Regions from separate parts of the Zea mays genome. Here region 2 is linked to region 1. Evidence: chromatin contacts called from public Hi-C data. All regions are on one chromosome and are shown on one strand. Each heading gives the region's core, a stretch centred on a gene start, on an enhancer-like site or on the middle of the called end of the contact. The rest is flanking DNA. Distances are from core to core; before and after follow the strand shown. Region 1 holds the start of LOC542251 (dehydrin). Region 2 holds the start of LOC100193021 (Protein S-acyltransferase 10).

Region 1 (5,067 bases), core at 817-3,316:
GGAATTAGATTACAATAAAAATAAAACACATTCACAAATCACAATTGAAGGATATAACTGACCACAATTACACATATCATAAATAATACACATGTCACAAATAAAGGATAGAGCTATTCGTGCAATGGTTGCCTTATTAAACGAACCGAGTCTATAGCCTGTTTAGGAACAAGTCGTGCCCGGGCCAGTCCAACGGGCTGAAACCCTAAACGATCACGACACGCCCTTCGTGCCGAGCTAGGCACATGCCCGCGTAGAGCCATGTTGGGTCATGCTAGGATCGGGCCTAAATAGGCTTCATATCGAGCTTGCGGGCCACATGTTTGTTGGCCATGTATAGCCCTAAATGTTCCACATGCCTCTAGCATGCCTTTAAATTCGAAGCAAAGCAAGTTGTCGCAAAGAAGAAGTGTGTGAAGAGGGTTGTGATGGGAGCCCCTTCCTAGGGACCTCTTCAATCCTCTAACGGACATGCTCCCATGCTTCCATCTTTGGAAGATTTTCTATCATGCATAATCCACCACAGGCTTCATCCATCTTTAGAGCTGGTTCGGTGTAAGGGAATTAAGGGGAACTGAGGAAAATTACTTTATTTCTACTTTAACCTTTTCAATGTATCTCAAATTCTCAATTCACTCGTCACCAAGCTAGCACTTAAAGATCTTTAGAAGAAAGCAAAGCATTTATTAATACATAACAATGTCCAGGTAGCCCAGCTGAATTACAATACGCAACTGCTCATAATAATTCAACAAACCCAAGTAGTACACAACATCCAGAAGCAAATAAAGCCCATACGTACCAAAGCCTACACAAGCAGCAACACTCACTGCCAGTGCCGGTGGGTCTTTAAAGCACACGGACCTTGACCACGCGATCCACCTTGAAACAAACTTGGTAAAATTAAAGCAAACCAGAAGCACACACACGCCAACGCAACGCTTCTGATCGCGCGCCCAAGGCCCGGCCGGCCAGAACGTACGACGGACACGCACACGCTGCGACCTTAGGAGCTGGTCTTGTGCTCGCCGGCGGCGTCCTTGCGGTCTTCTTCACCCGAGCTCTTGTGGTAGCCGGGTATCTTGTCCATGATCTTGCCCAGCAAGCCCTTCTTGCCATCCGGGCTGCTGACGTCGACCTCGGCGTGGGGCGCCGGCGGCGGTGGCGCGTGGACGGCCGGCGCGGCGGCGGCGGCAGCAGCGTCTTCCGGCTTCTTGTGGCCACCGGGTAGCTTCTCCTTGATCTTGTCCAGCAGGCCTTTCTTCTCCTCCTCCGGTGCCTGTGGTGGGGTCTGAGTCTTCGTGTCGTCGTCCTCGATCTTGTGGACGACGACGGGGTGGTGCGTCTCCACGTGCGGGGGAGGCGCCGGCGCCGGGAAGTGCGGCTTGTGCTCTCCCTCCTGGTGGTGAGCATGCGTGTCCACCGCCACGGGCGGTGCGGGCGCCGGGGCAGGTACGCCCGGCTGGTGGTGGTCGCCCTCATCGTGGGCCTTGTGGGCCGCCAGCTTCTCCTTGACCTTCTCCTTAAGGCCCTTCTTCTTCCTCTTGACAATTTCGCCGTTCTCATCGATCACCTCCTCTTCCTCGTCGTCGCTCGACTGCATGCGCGCAGGCACCACGATCGCAGTGAGAAGCCGGTTTATTAGCTTACTGATCCGAAGGCGGAGTCAATTAAACTAGCTAGCAGCAGATCATGTTTTACGACGAACTCACCGAGCTGGAACTGGAGCTGGTGCGGTGCAGCTTGGCGAGAAGGCTGTCCTTCTTCTCGGCGGCCTCGTGTCCCTCCTCCTTGTGGTCGGGCTCAGCCACCGTGACCTTCTCCATGCCGGTCGCGAGCTCCTCCTCCTCCTGCTGGTTCTTCTTCTCCTGGTCGTCGTGCTTGTTCCTGCCGAGAAGGCTGTCCAGGAGTCCCCTGTCCTTCACCTCGTTCTCCTGGTCCTGGGCCTGCTCACCGCCCTGGTGCTGCTGGGTGTTCCTCTCATCCTCCATGATCGGCGAAAAACGTACAGTACAGATGGCTTTCCAACTAAACAGACCAGCTCAGTGTCTTGGGCTTTCGGATGGTGGAGGTGGCTAGGCCGGAGGCGTCCTTATATAGAGCAAGCTAAAGGAAAGGAACCGAAAGGTGTACGCAGTGTAACGTTCCAGCCGCGTTGATGCGTGCGACGCGTAGGCTACGCGACGCGAAGGACAGACAGATCAGCCCGCGGCCGACGGGGACATGGCCTGGTGGCGGGCGGGTGGGCAGGGCCACGGCCAGTAGCGCCACGACGCGTGTCGCGCCCCTCGCGTGGGGCGGCCTGGTTCCGACGTGGCTGGTGCCTCGAGGTTCGGTACTGCTGCTGCTGTGGACGGCGTCGGGACGGGAGAGGTCGGCGACGCGCGCGGGCGAGAAAGCGTGGACGGCCCGATGTCGGTCCCCTTAACTCTCTCACCTGCTCCGCTGCCCGCGCGACGCTTGTCTTCCGTTCATCAGTTTTCTACTCGTAAGTTTCATTCAAGTACTTTGGTTGAAGACGTAAGCGTTTTTTTGTTGTTGTTGGCTTTGGACTCGTCGGGCTCGCTTCAGTTTCGAATGTCAGTTTCACTTTCAACTGGACAACCCAACAATCAAGCGTTAGCGTCGTCAGTTTCACTTTCAGCTTGACGGTACCCCTCCTTTTTTACAGGAGAGATGTGTCTACTGCCTCCGTTTCGAATGAACTGTTGTTTTAGATCGATCTTCCAATTGCTCGTTCAGAAACAGTACAAATGTTACTAATAATGTCAGGTTCTGTTAAATCTAAGGAAGTTTAGTCGAATGAACTTGTCGTTGTTGAAGTTTGCAAGTTGCCTACGCGACGCGGCCGGGGCACGAGAGTGATTATTGCATTCCGCCACTCCACGTACGGGGGTTGGATGACTCGGACGACGGGAGAGGCCTAGAGGCTTCGACGTTGACATGTGGGTCTGGACGCTAGCTCTGCGGGACCCGCTGATCCGTCGCTGGGCGGCTGAACCTAGCCATATCCGGTGGGGGTGTGAGGGGGGATTTGGCCCGACAATAGCCAGATTACGATATAAGGAATGCCAATCAAATCAATTGATCAATACTATACGATAAAAAATATTTTTTATAAATTATCTTAATTCATGAGTCTATTTTCTAGCTAATTGATATATTATCTTAATTCATGAGTCTATTTTCTAGCTAATTTATAAGTTTAAGCACTCGTTATGGAATAAGAAATCTATATCTTTATAAATTATCTTAATTCATGAGTCTATTTTCTAGCTAATTGATGTATTGAATTAAAAGTTGTGACGCAAGAACAATACCAAAATAATAAAGACGACATAACGATGAATATCCGAATAATGAGATTTAACTTTTATAGAACGACTCTAGTATTTATAAGGCAGCTAACAAATTTTTGAGAGAAATAAAAAATCTAACTAGCCTCGAGGATCCATGAAACTTCGTCAACCTACGTCGGTACATGTCAAATTTGTCGTGTACACACCAGCTATCAGGTGATAACTTTAGTTGAAATCTGTAGAATTTATCATCCACAAGATCTAATGTAGTATGTATATAAGTTATTGGCGGTCATTCTGCCGATTCGCGTGATCACCTTATTTGGACTTTGGTTGTGGGGCTAAGGCAGATGCAAGTCAAGTGGCTAGTGGCAGTCGACTAGTTGCCTAGTCAGACGATAGGATGAATCATAAAGAGGTAAGGTCCATATATCAGCGTCTACAAGCGAATTAGGTTTGACATTTCATGCATCGATTGGTCATTCAACGAATATTTTATCTTATATTCTTTGTCTCGCTTATACTTTGGTTGTCATACTACAACAGAGTTATGGATAGATCATGTATTACCAACCACTTTATTAAACCATTAATTAATTGTGGTGCACAAAATTTAAAGTATATATATTTAGATATACAAAATTTAGACTCTATATATATAATTCTTTGTCGGTGTCTCAGCCTTGGGTGTGGCCCTGGCTGCTCCGCCCCGACAACTGTGTATGTCCCTAAATAACCGTATAATAAATATATATATTATAAATCTAATTGAACCTATCAGAATTTGATCCACAAGCATAGTATACCAACAGTTATTAGGTGGCGGAGCGAGTACGGGTTAAGCTTAAGCACCAGACGAGACGACTGGTCAACGCCCCCAAAAAAAAGTCCTGGATTTCTGACGCTCGCCGCCCTCCATTTCCCCCCTCCCCCCTTTCGCTTTGATGAGCTTTCGCTGGCGGGGGGAAATGTCGGTGGTATGTCGGCCTTTTGGTTTCTTTTTCCGCCGTCCTTCGTATAGCGGAAAACTCTCTGAAGCTCGCATCGATTATTGACTGACTTCCGATGCGGAACGGAAGTTGGCGCCGCGAGAGCAGGACGTGGTTTGGACCAGACCAGATCAGAGCGTCGGTCGGTTCCTGTTCCTGGTGGTATGGCACCCATGGAGGCCGATAAACTAACTAGTCAAGGCATTGGATCCCGCGGGCCTGGAAAAGCAGTCACCGGCTCTGGACCTGGGACTGGGAGGCAAGCCCTCCGGCTTTTGCACCACGGAGCAGACACGGGCTCCAGGAATCGATTCAGTGCAGCGGCACGCCGAGGCGCCTCACATGATTCCTCAGCACATGCCTGCCTGCACTGCACAGCCGGGAAGTCTGTTCACTTGTACTGCGTCGTCCCTTGGCGCGAGGATGATAGCTAAGGCTCGCTTCCCGCGACACACGTACCCACGCACGCACGGAACCAGAACGTTTTGCCGACTTCGTGTGATCAAGGACCGTTGATCACGCCGCGCTGCTACTAAAGGATATATAAAAAAAATGACAGCGCTCGGCGTCTTCAGGCTTCAGAACCGTTGATCAAGGACGATGAGCTTGAGAGCTGAATCCGGACGGATCGGACTGCGTCGACGACGATAAACAGCAGTGCCTGCATGCTCTGTTGTGCAGCCGTACGTGCCGTGCGCCGGTGTATGTCTGCATGCGCAGTACTTATTTTCTGAAGCAGGTATATACAATATACTAGCTAGTACACTGTGGTATCTGCA
Region 2 (5,067 bases), core at 1,857-4,356, 140 kb after region 1:
AAGAGTATTTTGACAAACCAAAAGTTCTAACTCTACTATTTTCAAAATTCTCAAGTGGTAGCTGATCCATTTGCTTTGGCCCTAATTTCTCCCCCTTTGGCATTAAGCACCAAAACGGGATCATTATTGGCCTTTTAACCCTGTTGTCTCACCAAAAATGTCAATTAAGAGCAAAAAGGCAATAGGAGCTTAAGAATGAACTTGGAGGTTAGTACACTAATACCGGAGTGCAGTGGAAATCTTTGCATGGTCCAAGTTCACCTTTCCCTTTCAATTCACCTTTGAGACTACATCAAGTAAACTGAAGCACAAATGTTAGTCTCAAAGGGTCAAGTTGTAGCACTTCTCCCCCTAAATATGTGCATCATTCACACATGGACTTGTGAGGTCCGGGGATCCATTGCACAACTTGAGCACCATAAATAAACAACAAATCTCATAAATGCATAAAGTAACTTGATCAAGGGCATAAAACACATGTATGCTATAAATCAATCTAAGTTACGTGAATCTAAGATATTTAGCTCACTACGCAGCCTACAAAAGGTTTTCTCATCTAAAGGCTTGGTAAAGATATCGGCTAGCTGGTTCTCGGTGCTAATATAGAACACTTCGATATCTCCCTTTTGCTGGTGGTCTCTCAAAAAGTGATGCCGGATGTCTATGTGCTTAGTGCGGCTGTGTTCAACAGGATTATCCGCCATGCGGATTGCACTCTCATTGTCACATAGGAGTGAGACTTTGCTCAGATTGTAGCCAAAGTCCTGGAGATGGCACCTGTTACAAAAGTTAAATCAAAAGGTTAGCCAATTCAACTTAAAGCAACAACATCCCATGGATGTTGGTCTCATGATGATATTTTAGTAGTCTTGAAAATAGAGATGCCACACAACTGATGAATGTTGAAATTAAGTTTTGCTTCAAAATTTCCCATAGATGACATAATTGCATACTTGAAATTAAGATAGTAGAAGTAATATTCTCTACCAACTTCTACAGTCGTCCAAGCACCTTACCACATATCATCGAAACTTTGAAATGCATAGCTTAGAAGTTATTGTTTTTTTCAAAAAATATGTGTAATACCATGTAGTTTTGTGGCTGAATTACTAAGTAACTTACCATAACATGGAGTTACTGAATTGCTTAGTCGGTAACTAGCATTTATAGCTCTTGTTTTGTAATACAACAATCTCAAATACAATTTCCCTTGCAGAAACATTTTAGTTGAGCAATCTGCAGGAAATATGATATTTTCATTCATCCAAGATGAAGTTGTTCATAAGGTGGTAGAGTTTATGGATACATATTCTTTAAGCCAGGAAGACTTCAACACGATTGTGGAAGTATCCAAATTTAAGGGTAGCAATATCGTAGAATCAGTTTGGTTTTGCAGTCTAATATTGTGTTCACTTGAGCATTCTTGATTGGTCACATTATTTTTGCATTTATGTTTGCGTTGAGAATTTTTTATTTTGGCATGGTCCATTGTGTCAACAACTATTATTATTCTTAAATTTCTTGAGTAGTATGTTTATTAGGAGTAACCTATTGAACACTTCAGCTATGATGTTCAATCCTGTGCAATTTGCTTGCATTGTCGCCACGTCATGTCAACTGTAAAATGTGTAATCATGTCATTTATGTATGGATATTGGATACAAAACTAGACTTTAAAATACAACAAATATGTTACATGACTTGTAGATAAATGCATTGTCCCTGGCGAGTAAACTTGTTTTTCATAGTTTACCTTTGTCTTCGTTCCCTGTCATTGGAGGGTCGCAATTTGTCTACTAATCCTTAAGACGATAGTGTAGACTTGGGACAACCATGCCCCCGCCTCCATCCCCACCGTCCGATTGTGATGCCATCCTAGCTCGCGCCTAGCGTCGGATCCGCCCCCACATGCCTCATCTGCCATCCATCCTCGCGCCCCCGCATGCCTCGCTCCCGCTCCCGCCATGCGCACGGCCGCCTCCAGCCAACAACCATGTGGGATCCTCGCTCGCGCATAGCGGCCAACATCCATGTGCGCCGCCTACGACAACGTCGGATCCGGCCTTCCTATGTACCTGCTCGCCACGGAGATCATCGGCTACGGTGGCCATGACTTCGCCTTCGCTCCCTACGGGGCCTACTGGAGGGCGCTGCAAGTTGTGCACGCTGGAGCTCCTCAGCGCGCGCAAGGTGAGGCAGCTCGCGCCCATCGGGGACAGCGAGACTATGTCCCTCGTCAAGGAGATCCGCCGCCGTTCCTGCTCCCGCGGACGACGACGACGACCTCGACTCGGTGCCGGCAGAGATGTTCTGCCTGTGGTCTCCCGGGTGGTCGGTCGTAGCCGTAGCAGCGTCCTCCCAGGCGCGGTGCAAGAAGAGTGGCTCCACGGGGTCTGTGCTCCGGTGGCGGCCCCGGCTCGCCGTCGGGCGCAGCCAGAGCGACGGCAAAAGTTCGTCTTCCTGAGCGCCTCCTCCGACGGGTTCGGGCACCGGAGCCAGAAGGGGCGAGGCAGCGCCGTGGACGTGGAGGGTGGTGTCCGAGCTCATGAGGAACCCGGAAGCCATGGCCAAGGCCCAAGCAGAGGTTCGACGAGTACTCGACAGCAAGAACCCAGGCGACCACGAGTAACTCCTGGGCTGCCTGAGCTACACCGGCATGGTGATCAAGGAGACAATAAGCATTATATATTTACTCTTTAAAAATTATTTGTGCGATTCCATTTCAATCTATTTAGGTAGACATATTTATATCGTTCTGTATCTATGTTTAATCACATATTTTGCCGTTACTATTGTACTCACGCCGTCACCAGGTCCTAAGTGCATTGGAGGGTCGCAATTTGTGTTCCGTGACATCGCACAGATACATTCCTAATTTAAAAAATAACTTCTCAAAAAGCGTGAACAACCCGGGGAGTAGATGGAGTGGCACGAGGGAGCGCAACCAAATCCAGCCCACGTCGTGGCCTCGTCTGGCCCACTCACACTTCCAAATGGGGCCCATCAACCTCCATGAGATCTGTCTGCCAGGTAGGACCCGCCGGAACGGATCCCCTGCTTCTTCTACCGAAAATCCGAAATCGGCGCCGGTGACCTTCCCGTGGCCCTTGTACAAAACTGACCCCCGTCGGAGCACCGCCATCGGATGCGACGGAGACGGCGTCAATGGCGTCCTCATCTGCTGTCGAGCCCAGTTTCCGCCTCTCTGATCGAGGTACGCTGGTTACGCCTGATTTTGTTTGTGTGTTGAAAATTCAGCAATTATTAGGCTCGATTTGGTGCTTCATTGTGTCCATGGGGTTTCTTGACCTGGGCCTCTGGGGCTTCTTCATAGAGAGGAGGTCATCGCTGGGACTCAGATTCACGGTGCTCCTGATGCACGTCATGTTCGTTGGCGCTGTCTTCATCCTCGATCCGACTCTCGACTGGCGAATCCACGAGGAGCCGTGGTACGATTATCTCTCTTGTTTTTTGAATTTGTTCTAGATTAGGCCGCGTGCCTCTACTTGATGCAGAGAAGCGTGTTATAGACCTTTCTTCTAACCCTTAGGCCCTTAGTGAGCTCTAGGTTGCCTGCTATCGAGTATGTTTTTAGCTGTCTTACTAGTTACTACACACAAGTGTTTTAGTATATTCTAAGCTTGCCAGATTTGCCTGTGGAAGAGCTTTTTGGGCTGCTTGTGTAAGCAATTGTTTCTGCATCTAATTGTTGATATAACTGAATGGTTCAATTCATGGAAATCTGGATTGATAGGACATGGCATTCTGAGATCACTTTTATCAAATAGTTACACATTGTCTTAGTCCTCGTGCAAGTGTTCATATTGTCAAAGTGTCTTCTAAAATTTTCTGAATTATAGTCGTGTAATACTAGTACTACTAGTTTTCCATTTTATCCACTATGTGCCATGTCGTGCTCCTTTTCATGTCGGCAAGTTGTGTTCTGACTTCTGAATTTTGACAAAATATTATATTTTTCTGTTCTTATCTAGAGCAAGGGTTTATATATTGTTTAACCTTACAGATCACTTTTTGTTCCAGGTATATAGGGTTGTATGGAGTGCTGGTTCTGCTCACGCTAGTGCAATACTTCTACACAGCTGGCTCATCTCCAGGGTAATTGCTATTTTCGTTTCTGACTTTGTCCTCATCGTTCACTAATGGAATAATATGCTGTGTATGGAAAGAAAGGAACTGTCTGATTCTGTTTTGTGTACTTCTGCGTTATCAGGTATGTTATTGATGTAATGAGAGCTGGTTCCATGATGCATGCAACCTTCGTCAACACTGCTGCTCTTTCAAAGTAATGTCTTTAGAACCCTAGCTTTGCACCCGGTAATTGGATCTCTCTACCGTCAGGAAAACATATCAGATGCATTCATTGATATTTATGCTTTCTTTTCCCTTTGTTTTGATGATTAAGAAAAGGCAGTCAAATTCAAGAAATGGAAACACAAATTCTCCAACGAGTCATGCTCAACTACAGAAACTTAGCGCGATGACTCCTACATCATGGGCACAGATGGTTGTGGATCTTTATCCTCCAGGGTCAAACAGCAGGTATAGCTTTGACTATTGAGAAATTTTTATTTGAGGCAACAATATCCTTAGAAGCGGCACTGTATTTTTTAATGGTATTTTCGTTTTGGCATTCTTGTATATGCCACACAGTAATTTGTTCAATACCCATCATTGTCTTCTAGGGATTGGACTTGCACTCACTGCAGGGTTGTTCAGGTATTCTTTTCTCCTCAAGCATTAAATGTTCTCTAACTTAAGCAAGTGGGTATTAATCATATTTGTTAAGGCGTCCCCAAGGCGACGCTTAAGCATCGCCTAGGCGGTAAGGCGTCCTGCTCGCCTTACGCCCGCACCTAAGGCGAGTGGGAGAGGCCAGCGGCGGCTCCAACAGTGGCGCAGCGGCTCTTCCAGCAGCGGCACGGTTAGTCCTGGGAATGGATCACAATCCAGCCCTAACCCAACTCCAATCCTAGAATATTAAGGAGTAGATCCAGCCCTACTTGAATCCAACCTAATCTGTTGTAGCTCAATCCAAACTGATTTTAA

What was found. A called contact is a pair of places that touch in the nucleus more often than the background predicts.
Region 2: a Hi-C map of ear shows a contact between it and region 1, with 5 times the contacts expected there. The contact joins the promoter of LOC100193021 here to the promoter of LOC542251 in region 1. A contact is called at or near these places in 7 of 25 Hi-C or Micro-C datasets (ear, endosperm, leaf and 2 more).

The regions. Positions count from the first base shown.
Region 1 is chr4:159,676,793-159,681,859 of Zm-B73-REFERENCE-NAM-5.0, forward strand. It overlaps LOC542251 (dehydrin), which reads right to left and starts at 2,067. Exons shown (of 2, transcript NM_001111857.2): 1 at 1,713-2,067; 2 at 650-1,597. The coding sequence starts at 1,991. The coding sequence ends at 1,007.
Region 2 is chr4:159,819,217-159,824,283 of Zm-B73-REFERENCE-NAM-5.0, forward strand. It overlaps LOC100193021 (Protein S-acyltransferase 10), which reads left to right and starts at 3,107. Exons shown (of 11, transcript NM_001138189.1): 1 at 3,107-3,214; 2 at 3,335-3,449; 3 at 4,042-4,116; 4 at 4,232-4,303; 5 at 4,429-4,560; 6 at 4,704-4,737. The coding sequence starts at 3,166.